2 separate regions of the Pan troglodytes genome follow, and region 2 is linked to region 1. The links are chromatin contacts, called in public Hi-C maps. All regions are on one chromosome and are shown on one strand. Each heading gives the region's core, a stretch centred on a gene start, on an enhancer-like site or on the middle of the called end of the contact. The rest is flanking DNA. Distances are from core to core; before and after follow the strand shown. Region 1 holds the start of TMEM131 (transmembrane protein 131). Region 2 holds the start of ZAP70 (zeta chain of T cell receptor associated protein kinase 70).

The links. A called contact is a pair of places that touch in the nucleus more often than the background predicts.
Region 2: a Hi-C map of stem cell-derived neural progenitor cells shows a contact between it and region 1, with 3 times the contacts expected there. The contact joins the promoter of ZAP70 here to the promoter of TMEM131 in region 1. A contact is called at or near these places in 1 of 7 Hi-C or Micro-C datasets (stem cell-derived neural progenitor cells) and 1 of 1 datasets of contacts at active chromatin or transcription factors (stem cell-derived excitatory neurons).

Annotation. Positions count from the first base shown.
Region 1 is chr12:25,164,190-25,169,160 of NHGRI_mPanTro3-v2.0_pri, forward strand. TMEM131 (transmembrane protein 131) reads left to right here and starts at 2,400. Exons shown (of 41, transcript XM_515638.8): 1 at 2,400-2,872. The coding sequence starts at 2,686.
Region 2 is chr12:25,450,110-25,455,080 of NHGRI_mPanTro3-v2.0_pri, forward strand. It overlaps ZAP70 (zeta chain of T cell receptor associated protein kinase 70), which reads right to left and starts at 2,522. Exons shown (of 15, transcript XM_016949044.3): 1 at 842-2,522; 2 at 491-599; 3 at 171-249. The coding sequence starts at 896.

The DNA.
Region 1 (4,971 bases), core at 1,150-3,649:
CCTCATTGTCCTTTCCTGGGAGGAAAGTTCCATCATCACCCCTCCTGCTCCTAGTGTCCCTCAGGCACAGGGGAGGCTTCAGGTATGGTGGGCCTTAAAAGCCTACCCAACTATTGGGAGGGCTCCTTTAAGAACAAGAATACAGGCTTATAAATACACAATTAGGTTCAGGGACTTGGAAGGAACTTGTGCAAGAGAGGGGGCCCTGCGGCTTAAGCTTCATTAGCTGCATGGGAAATCGAACTCTGATCAAACATGTCTGTATACGTCTAAGATCCAATTACAGACAGGTGCAAGTTATTTCCCATGGAGCTGCTGAGCCTCAGGCTTACCAGGGGATGTGGCTGATTGCTGTGTAAGAGAACCTCAGCACTTCATGGTTGGAAAGGCTTGTTTGTCCTGAATCTGGCCATGGGGGAAGGGCTGCTGACTTGCAGAGCTGGCACGTTGGAGGCTAAGCAAAAGCGCTCAGTTACATATCCTTGGGTTTGATCTCTTCCGTGAGTCAAAAGCCTTCCAGAAATCTCTTGCCTCAGACATTTTAAACGCCAACTTAGAGATAATTATTCCTATTTCATTACATCAAAATAAAATTTGACTACTCAATTTTAAGGCTAATATTCAAAAAAGTAAAATTGCTTATTATTAATTTTTTGAGACGGAGTTTTGCTCTTGTCGAGGGTATAGTGCAGTGGTGCGATCTTGGCTCACTGCAACCTCTACCTGCCGGGTTCAAGCGTTTTTCCTGCCTCCGGAGTAGCTGGGATTACAGGCATGAACTACCACGCCCGGCTAATTTTTATATTTTTTAGTAGAGACGGGTTTTCACCATGTTGGCCAGGCTGGTCTCGAACTCCTGACCTCAGGTGATCCGCCCACCTTGGCCTCCCAAAGTGCTGGGATTACAGGCGTGAGCCACTGCGCCCTGCCCTAAAATTGCTTTTTAAAATCATTAGGGTAAGGTCATATTTAAATATATATTAATTTATGAATAAATTTAAGTGCTTGCTTGACACAGGGGACTACTTCATAGAGTAGATTCTGGAGTTCCTTTTGTCTTTCTGAAACCTTATTTTCCTATCTAGCTTGTTGTGAGACGTACTGTGGGCAGACTTGGCCTTACACATATATCGACTCACTCAACAAATACAGCTAAGGAAAGTAAAATGTCTCTGGGCTAGAAGCTGGGAGGAAGTTACTAAGATGAGTAAAGAAGGACCCCCTCCAAGAGCTTAAATTATGTCTTGGAGACAATAGCCATGCGCACCAAGAAGCTCAACCTAAGATGAAAAGGGCATCTAAGAGGCGCGAGATGGCTCGTGAAGCTAACAGACGTCTTAAGAATTTTTCCGGGCCCAGCACAGTGGCTCACGCCTGTGATCCCAGCACTCTGGAAGGCCGAGGAAGGCGGACTGCTTGAGCCCAGGAGTTCGAGACCTGCTCGGCCAACTTAGTGAGACAGCGTCTCTTAAAAGAAAAAGAAAAATTGGCGTGGCGTGGTGGCGGGTGCCTGTAGTCCCAGACCGCACCACTGCACTCCAGCCTGGGCGGCAGAACCAGACCCTGTCTCAAAAATAAATAAATAATTAAAAAATAAAGAAAAGAAAAAAAAGAATTCTTCCTCGAGAGAGGAAGCCGGCTACTGGATACTCTAAAGAGCAGTCTGTTTGCCCCTGCCTTCTCCATCCAGAGTCACCGACGCTTTCTGCACACGAGGTGTTCCGCGCCAATGTGGGCACAAGCCAAGGCAAGAGGACTCCATCAAGCTCCTCCTGGGTACCATGATCTGGAAGACCCAAGGATGAGTTCAGCGGGCCACCATCCTCAAGGAAGCACCACCAAGAACTGAGTCAGGCTCGGGGTATTCTCGACGTCAAAGCGCCCGAGAGGTGGGGGTGCCACCAGGAAGAGTCACTGGAACGGACCTTCCGCGCTCGTCTCGCGGTCTGCATGCGCACTCACACCCCTGGAAGGCTCTACCACTGTAGGACAGAGCACGGAGGATTGCCCAGGCGCCGGAGAAGAGGTTAAGCCTCCCAGCGCCCCGCAACTCCGCCCCTGCCCCGCCCACGCAACGCGGCGGCTGCGCAGCGAGGCCGCCCCGTCTCCACGTGATTGCCGTCACCGCCTCCGCGAAGCAGAAGCGGCCATCATAAGTCCTGGCAGCCGGACCTGGGCCTGCCTCCCTCCTTCTCCTGAGCCAGGTAGCGGTAACGGGCTGGGGTTGTTCTGTCCTGGTTCTGTCTGGCCGTGAAGCCGCAGGCCTCCGAGAGCGGGACGAGGAGGTGGGGCCCAGGGGGCTCCGGGGCGGACAGACTGACCGCCGGACAGCCCAGGTGTCGGCACAGCGTGGGCGGTGCCCAGAGCCGCGCCCCGCCCCTCGCAGGCCAGCGCTCAGGGCTCGCGGCCCGTGCCCGTTTCCAGTATGGCCGCCCGCCGCGCCTGACCCGCGGCCTCTCCTCTCCGACTGGTTGTAGGCGATGCCCAGGCAAAGACCGTGACTGACACTCTCGCTCACACGCACGCACGGACCCAGGCCCACGCCCGGAGATCGAGCCCCGGGCTCGCAACCGTTGTCGCTCCCGGCGCCGCGGCCAGAGCCCGGACCACGGCTTCCGCGCCGCCGCCGCCTCGCCGAGAAGGGCCGCGCCGGACCTCGAGCGCGGCGGCCCCCGGCCGGCAGGGATGGGGAAGCGGGCGGGAGGAGGAGCAACCGGAGCCACCGCCGCCGCCGTCTCCACGTCCGCCGGGGCCGGGCTGGAACCTGCGGCCGCCCGTAGCGGGGGCCCGCGGAGCGCGGCCGCCGGCCTCCTAGGAGCGCTGCACCTGGTGATGACCCTCGTAGTGGCTGCGGCGCGGGCCGAGAAGGAAGGTGGGTGTCCCCCGGCGGCGTCCCTGCGGCGGGGCTGTCACCCCGCTCTCGCAGAGGCCGGGCGGGCTGGGCCGGGAGGAAGGGCCGCGGCCGGGGCTCCGGCGCGAAGTTGGGCGGTCGGGTACCGTCCCGAGCCGGGACCTCGCGGCGCCCGCCGCACGGAGTGGCCTTCGCTCTCCGTGATTCCTTCCCGTGCCTTCCCCCGTCTCCTGTCACTGCCATTTCAAAACTTCCTGAGTTCTCGTACGTTCTTGCCACTTGGCCCGCTAGGTAGGAGGGGCATATTTTTTGGCTTTATTGCGGCGAATAGGTACATTTTAGGACACTTCTGTTTTCTTGGTTGCGGTTGGTTGCATGCAGACAGAGCTTACTTTAAAATGTGGTAAAAATAGCGAGACACAGCTTAAAAAATTTCACTTTGAATTTGTTCAGACATTTCTTCGAGGGGAAATCTTGGTCCTGTAGCTTCCTCCTTTAGTGTCTCTGCGTTATTGATGACTTTATTATTAGACCTAAATACAATTCCATTTAACTCTTTAGTAAGCTGTTGAAAGCCTGTTTACATTTCTTATTTTAAAATACGTGATTCGGTGCCTTTATCTTTGATGTGAAAGCCTTTAAAAATAAACGTGAAGTTGCCAGCTTGCAAGCATTTATCTATAATTTACAGTTAAGGGCTGGCCCCTATTTTAAAAATCTCATTAGTATTGTACTGCTGCAAAACGGGTACTTGGACAGGGTCAAAAATTATTTTGTAATCTTGAAGACCAAATCAGTGTAATTTCATCTACACTACCTCTTTTTGAGCCAAGGGACATGTGAATGGTCACAGAGCCTTCATGAAGAATTGACTAAGTGAATAGTTTAAAAAAAAAAAAAACAAACCACGCAAAACTTGTTAGTTTAGCATTGCACATGAAACTGCCCGTACAAGAAAACAATTTCTTGCCACGGTAACTTTAGAGTTAACATTCTACTTTATGACTAAAGTCGCTTGCTTTTTATTGTTGCTGAAGGTAAAAGCAAATACAAACCAAATTAGTATTAAAGTGCAAATGTGCTTCAGTATACTGTTTCTTTTATTTTTGTCCACATTACATTCCCTTATTTAACTCTCTAAGCAACCTTAGTCTGAGTTAACATTGGTGGAAATTATTCAAAGAATTGTCGTCTATAGAAAGGATTAATTGATGGAAGCAAAATTATTTCCAGAATAAAATATTGCCGCTTTAGGACTAGTCAGTCCTGGGGTTGTCATAATACATCATTGGCCACAGATCTGCAGTTAGTTGAGTGTTCTTTCTTATGTGTGATCGTGGCACCTAGCATTTTGGCCTGTAGTGGGTGTTCAGTGAACCCAAAATAGTGCAGTAATTTAATGGACATTTTTTGGGTGGGACTTCAAGTAGACCTTGGTGGGTATTGTGTCCTTGCTTTTCTGTTCCTTTGCTTACCTTGCACAGTGCCAGACACACTGGCGCTTAGCCTTTGAGTGAATGACTGTCTTCATGCGCCCTTAGCATAGGGAATTGAAATAATGGTTGAATCTAGTAAAGCATTAAGTTTGTATTTTCCTTCTACTGCTGCTGATTTTTCCAACAGCCATTTTATATGCTAATAAAAACTTTACTCTGGGTAAAGTTAAGTAAACAAACCTTTTGTTTGAGAACTGTCAGCCTAAAATATATTTGCTAATTTCTCATTTGCATAGTTTATACATGTTAGTGCACCTCTCTAATACCCATAAATGTGTGTAAGGATTGGATGAGGAGAATACTTGCCAGGGTGTTAAGTATGTATTAAAGGGGTGGTTGAATCAGCCAGTGGCCTGGGTGAATCAGATATCCTTTGTGGCCCATGCTTTTCTGTATGAACAATTTGTGTGTGAGGTTATCCAAGATATTAATGGAGATGATGCTGATATAGAACATAGGCCTCTACCCATCATAAACAGATCTGGTTCTAATCAAATATTCTGTGAAGGTATCTCCAGAAATGGCTTCTCCTTTAAAACTGATCATATTCCAGTATTGTTTCTGAGTAAGTAGGGGAAAAGCAATTTATTTTCTTACGTGATTGTGACACTGTGAGTCTGGCAT
Region 2 (4,971 bases), core at 1,272-3,771, 290 kb after region 1:
AAGCCCCGTCTGCCTCCATCTCCAGCCAGTCACCACCCAGCCCAGTCCTCCAGCTCTCCTGGTCCTCCCAGCAACCTCCTGACTCCCAGTTAATATTCTGTCTTCCTCCTCCAGACACAGCCCACCATGGAGACGGTGGCCAGGTGCCACTCCACCCAGGCACCACTTACCTGGGGACGTACAGGTGGATGTCCAGGCAAACAGGCCACTTGCGGGGTCTCTGGTCCCAATGCCAATGGAGAGCCGGTTCTGGGTGAGGAATCGGGGCTTACAAAGCCGGTTTGGATTTCCCTGCAGCCCAAGCCCCCAGCCTGAGAGGGAGGCCCTGCCGCTCACACTCTCCGCACACACTCCGGGGGAGGATGTCACACCCCGCCAGGGTTTCTCACTCATGGATGGGGGGGGTTCACCCTCTGCCAGGTCTCCCAGAGCCCCCTGGGGTGGCCCTGGTGGCAGGACACAGGCAGAAGGCCCGAGGACAGCCGCTTACCTGAATGCCCCAGCAGCAGCTCTGAGGCCCACGGTGGGCCAGGCCTGCCCGGAAGGCCTGGTGTCTGCTGAGCTCCGGCAAGCAGGCTTGTCTGAAACTAACCTATTTCCTGGATGCGAAGACAGGAAAGGGGGCTGTGTTTGATGTTTACATCAAAGTCACAAAGTGCTGTGCTCAAGGAAAATCACAGGCCACGTGCTCCAGGGAGGCAGAGGGCATTTCCGGGGCCCAGCACTGCCTGCCCAGCTGCAGGATGGGACTGAGAGATGGGAATGAGGCTAAGCAAAGGCAGGGTTTCAGGAAGGACGACTCCAGCAGCAGGAACCGTCAGAAGGGAGGAAGCCTGCATACCTGGAACCGGAGGGTAGGCAGCAGTGGTGGGAAGGAGGGGAGTCCCAGGGCTCATGGAAACTGGAATGCCCCCATTTTCCCCTCAAAGGGGCGTCGCCCTGGGGCCTGCACCAGCTAGACAACCCAGAGGAGTGATTTGTTTATTCCACAGGCAGGTTAGAGCTGGAAGGAGGAGAAACCCACTGAGTCAGCCCATACCCCGAAGGTGAGAACCCCTCCTGTGCCAGGCATCTGGATGGCAAGGACAGCCTGCCCTTGCTCTCCAGTGGCTCGCAGGCTTGTGGGGGGCAGCTGAGTCCACAGGGAGCCAGGGCTGGGAGGCCGGAAGCCTGGGCACTGTGTGTCCCCAGAGTATCCCCAAGCCAGCCTGGAGGATGTCAGGGATGCGTTCCAGGAGGAGTCAGCCACCCAACCGAGACACAGAGCCAGGGCATCCCCAGTGCTAGCCCGGCCCACCTGGGACCTTTCCCACGAAGCTGAACCTGGCTGAGTGCCATCCCGCTGTGGCCACCACCTCCTCCTCCTCTTCCTCTCCTCCCTTCCCTCACCCTGTGCACCCCCCACCCTTGGGCCTGGGGCCACACCTCATGCACTCTCTCAGAGAGGGGCCTGCAGAGCCACTCTCTCGGCTCCATCTCCCCTCTAGTGCCCCAAGGCCTCTGGGAGCCTCTTGCCCACCACCTCCTTGCTTTCTTGGGCACTAAGGGAGTCGTCACAGCTCTCCTGTCTGTGGGGCCTCAGAGACCTGTGTGGAACTGCCCTGGGCCCACTGTGGAGACTCCTAAAGCTTTTCTTCTTGGGGTCCTGCTGCCCTTGTTAAGTGGGCTTGTGATACCCTACCTTGTTTTAACCTGAATTGACTCTCCCTTAGCTAAGAGAGCCAGACAGACTCCATCTTGGCTCTTTCATTTGCAGCCCCTTACCCACCCCGCTTCCTCAAGGACTTAACTTGTGCAAGCTGACTCCCAGCACATCCAAGAATGCAATTAACTGATAAGATACTGTGGCAAGCTATATCCGCAGTTCCCAGGAATTCGCCCGGTTAATAGCACCCAGAGCCCCGGCGTTTGTGTCCGGTTGATAACGCCCAAAGCCCCGTGTCTATCACCTTGTGATAGATTTTAAGCCCCTGCACCTGGAACTGTTTGCTTTCCTGTAACCATTTATCCTTTTAACTTTTTGCCTGCTTTACTTCTGTAAGATTGTTTTAACTAGACCCCCACCTGTCCTTTCTAAACCAAAGTATAAAAGAAAATCAAGCCCCTTCTTTGGGGCTGAGAGAATTTTGAGCACTAGCTGTCTCTCAGTCACCGGCTAATAAAGGACCCCTGAATTCGTCTCAAAGTGCGGCGTTTCTCTGTAACTCGCTCGGTTACAACAGGCTCAGCTCCCCAGTCTGCCTGAGGACCCCCTCACACCCTACCCCGAAGCCTCCTTCTTGGGGACCTCCTTTCTGGCCCTCTACTATCCTCTGGCCGCCTGAATCCCCTTTAGAAAATCTGAGTTCCGGCTCTAGGCTAGGATACTTTTCTCCTTCATACAGCCCCCTCCAAAATGGTGTTTGCTAGCAGCCTCCCTTTTCCCCAGCGGCATCTTGAAACTCCAGGTGCAGCAAGCATCCCTTCACATCCATGCTGGACACTCATTTCTTGGAGTATTGAGAGAAGAAGACCCCGGCACCCTGAAGAGAGGAGAAATTACAGCATCAAATCACATTCATACTACAATAATGAGAGTCGCACTGATTATGTGCCAGACATTGCTGTACGCACATCACAATTAATAAGCCATTCAACCTATTTTCCAGATAAGGTAAGTAAAGCCCAGAGAGGTTAAGAGATGCCAAGTGGCCAGGTGGGATTGCAGCCCAGGCAGCCTGACCCCACCCACGTGCTGCTGGACATAAAGGAAGAAAACTTTGGTTGTAAAATATCTCCCCGAAGGAGGCCAGCTCCCCAGGGAGCTGGAAGCTGAGCCAGCTATGGGGCAGGGTGCCTCTGTGTGGGTGGGGGGCTTCCAGTTTCCAGGGTCTTCAGGTCCTGAGAAGGGGATTCCCAGCCTCTGCAAGGCACTGGCCCTACAGCCCTTGAGCCCCCCACTTCCTGTCCCAGAGGCTGGTCTGGAAACTACAAAGCCCAGTGCTCAGACAGCTCTGAGATTGGGCTACAGATAATCCGAGATTGGCATGCAGATAAGGTCCTCTGTTCTGCCAGAGTGGAAGGAGGTGGATGCATCTTTTGAATGTTTACAGTAAAGGGCAAACGGATGGAAATGTGGGCTAGGAAAGTTGCGGTGCATTTGCCTCATCGGGTTGGGGTAAACATTCACTCTACTCATGCCAAGAGCCTCTGAAGAAATTCATCAGTCACCCCCATATCCTCAGGTCTTTGCCCACACCTCTTCACCTGCCTATTTCCTAGTCCTCTTTCAGGTCTCCAATTAAGCGTGTTTTCCTCCAGGAAGGCTTCCCAATCCTCAGACCGGGCAGGGATGGGCTTTCTGTCCATTTCACCTGGAGCTGAGCAGGTCCAATCTGGCTGCACAGTTAAGAGAACACAAGCCACTGCGGGGAGACGTGCAGCAGGGAGATGGGGTGGAGGCTCCAGCAGGCCCGAGAGGAGTCACACCCCAGTGCAATGAGCCCCAAAGGAAACAGGTCCATCCAGGGCCCCTCCTGGATTCCCTCTGGGCGTACAGAAAAATGGTGACTTTTTTTTTTTTTTTTTGAGACGGAGTCTCGCTCTTTCACCCAGGCCGGACTGCAGTGGCGCTATCTCGGCTCACTGCAAGCTCCGCCTCCCGGGTTCACGCCGTTCTCCTCCCTCAGCCTCCCAAGCAGCTGGGACTACAGGCGCCCGCCCCCGCGCCCGGCTAATTTTTTGTATTTTTAGTAGAGACGGAGTTTCACCGTTAGCCAGGATGGTCTCGATCTCCTGACCTCGTGATCCACCCGTCTCGGCCTCCCAGAGTGCTGGGATTACAGGCGTGAGCCACCGCGCCAGGCCAAAAATGGTGACTTGTATCTCCTTTCCTTCTGGTTCTTTTCTGGTTCTGCCACTTAACCCTGAGGGACCGTGAGCACGTTACTTAGCCTCCCTGCGCCTTGGTTTCCTCCCTTAGGAAACGGGGATAATGGTACCTGTCTTGTAGGCTGTTGTGAAAGTTAAAAGAGGCCTAAAGGCAAATGCTCCTTTGCTGCCACCACCACCGTCATCTCTCATGTCTAGTGACTGCGCGTCCGAGTGCAGCAACGGGATTCCCTTGCGCCCTCCAGGGGCAGCTCTCCAGTATTGCAGGCTGCCAAGCACAACTCAGGCGTCCCTGAAGGCTGAAAGTGACCACCGCCCTGCCCTGAAATAAAAAAAATTAATCCAGCTGGTTTAAGTCAGAAAAGAATTGCTTGGCCACAGCAGCCACATGCTGTGCTCTCCCCTGGGGGCTTCTCAAGTGGATGGCTCCTTCGGAAGCCTTCAAACTGCCATGGCACTGCCACCTCCTGAGACCCCTGGCTACTTATTTATTCGATACTGAACACCCGTTCTATGCCAGACTCTTTTCCGGGTACTCTGTTCTATGGATCCGCAGTGAACAGCACATGAAAATCCCTTCCCTCATGGAGCTGACATTCTAGTGGGAGAGACAGAGAATGAACAAAATAGATAAGTATTTCATAGAGTATGTCACATGGTTACAGGTGCTAAGGAGTAAAATAAATCAGAAAGGGTAGGCGAGGTCTTGAGCATGTAATTTTGAGCCAGTCAGGGCAGGCCTCGGAGGGGATAACCTGTGAATCAAGACTTGAAGGTGGCTCACGCCTGTAATCCCAGCACTTTGGGAGGCTGAGGCAGGCAGATCACAAGGTCAGGAGATCGAGACCATCCTGGCTAACGGTGAAACTCCGTCTCTACTAAAAATACAAAAAAATTAGCCGGGCGTGGTGGCGGGCGCCTGTAGTCCCAGCTACTTGGGAGGCTGAGGCAGGAGAATGGCGTGAACCCAGGAGACGGAGCCTGCAGTGAGCTGAAATTGCGCCACTGCACTCCAGCCTGGGTGACAGAGTGAGACTCCGTCTCAAAAAAAAAAAAAAAAAAAAAAAAAAAGACTTGAAGGAGATGTAGGAGAGAGCCACG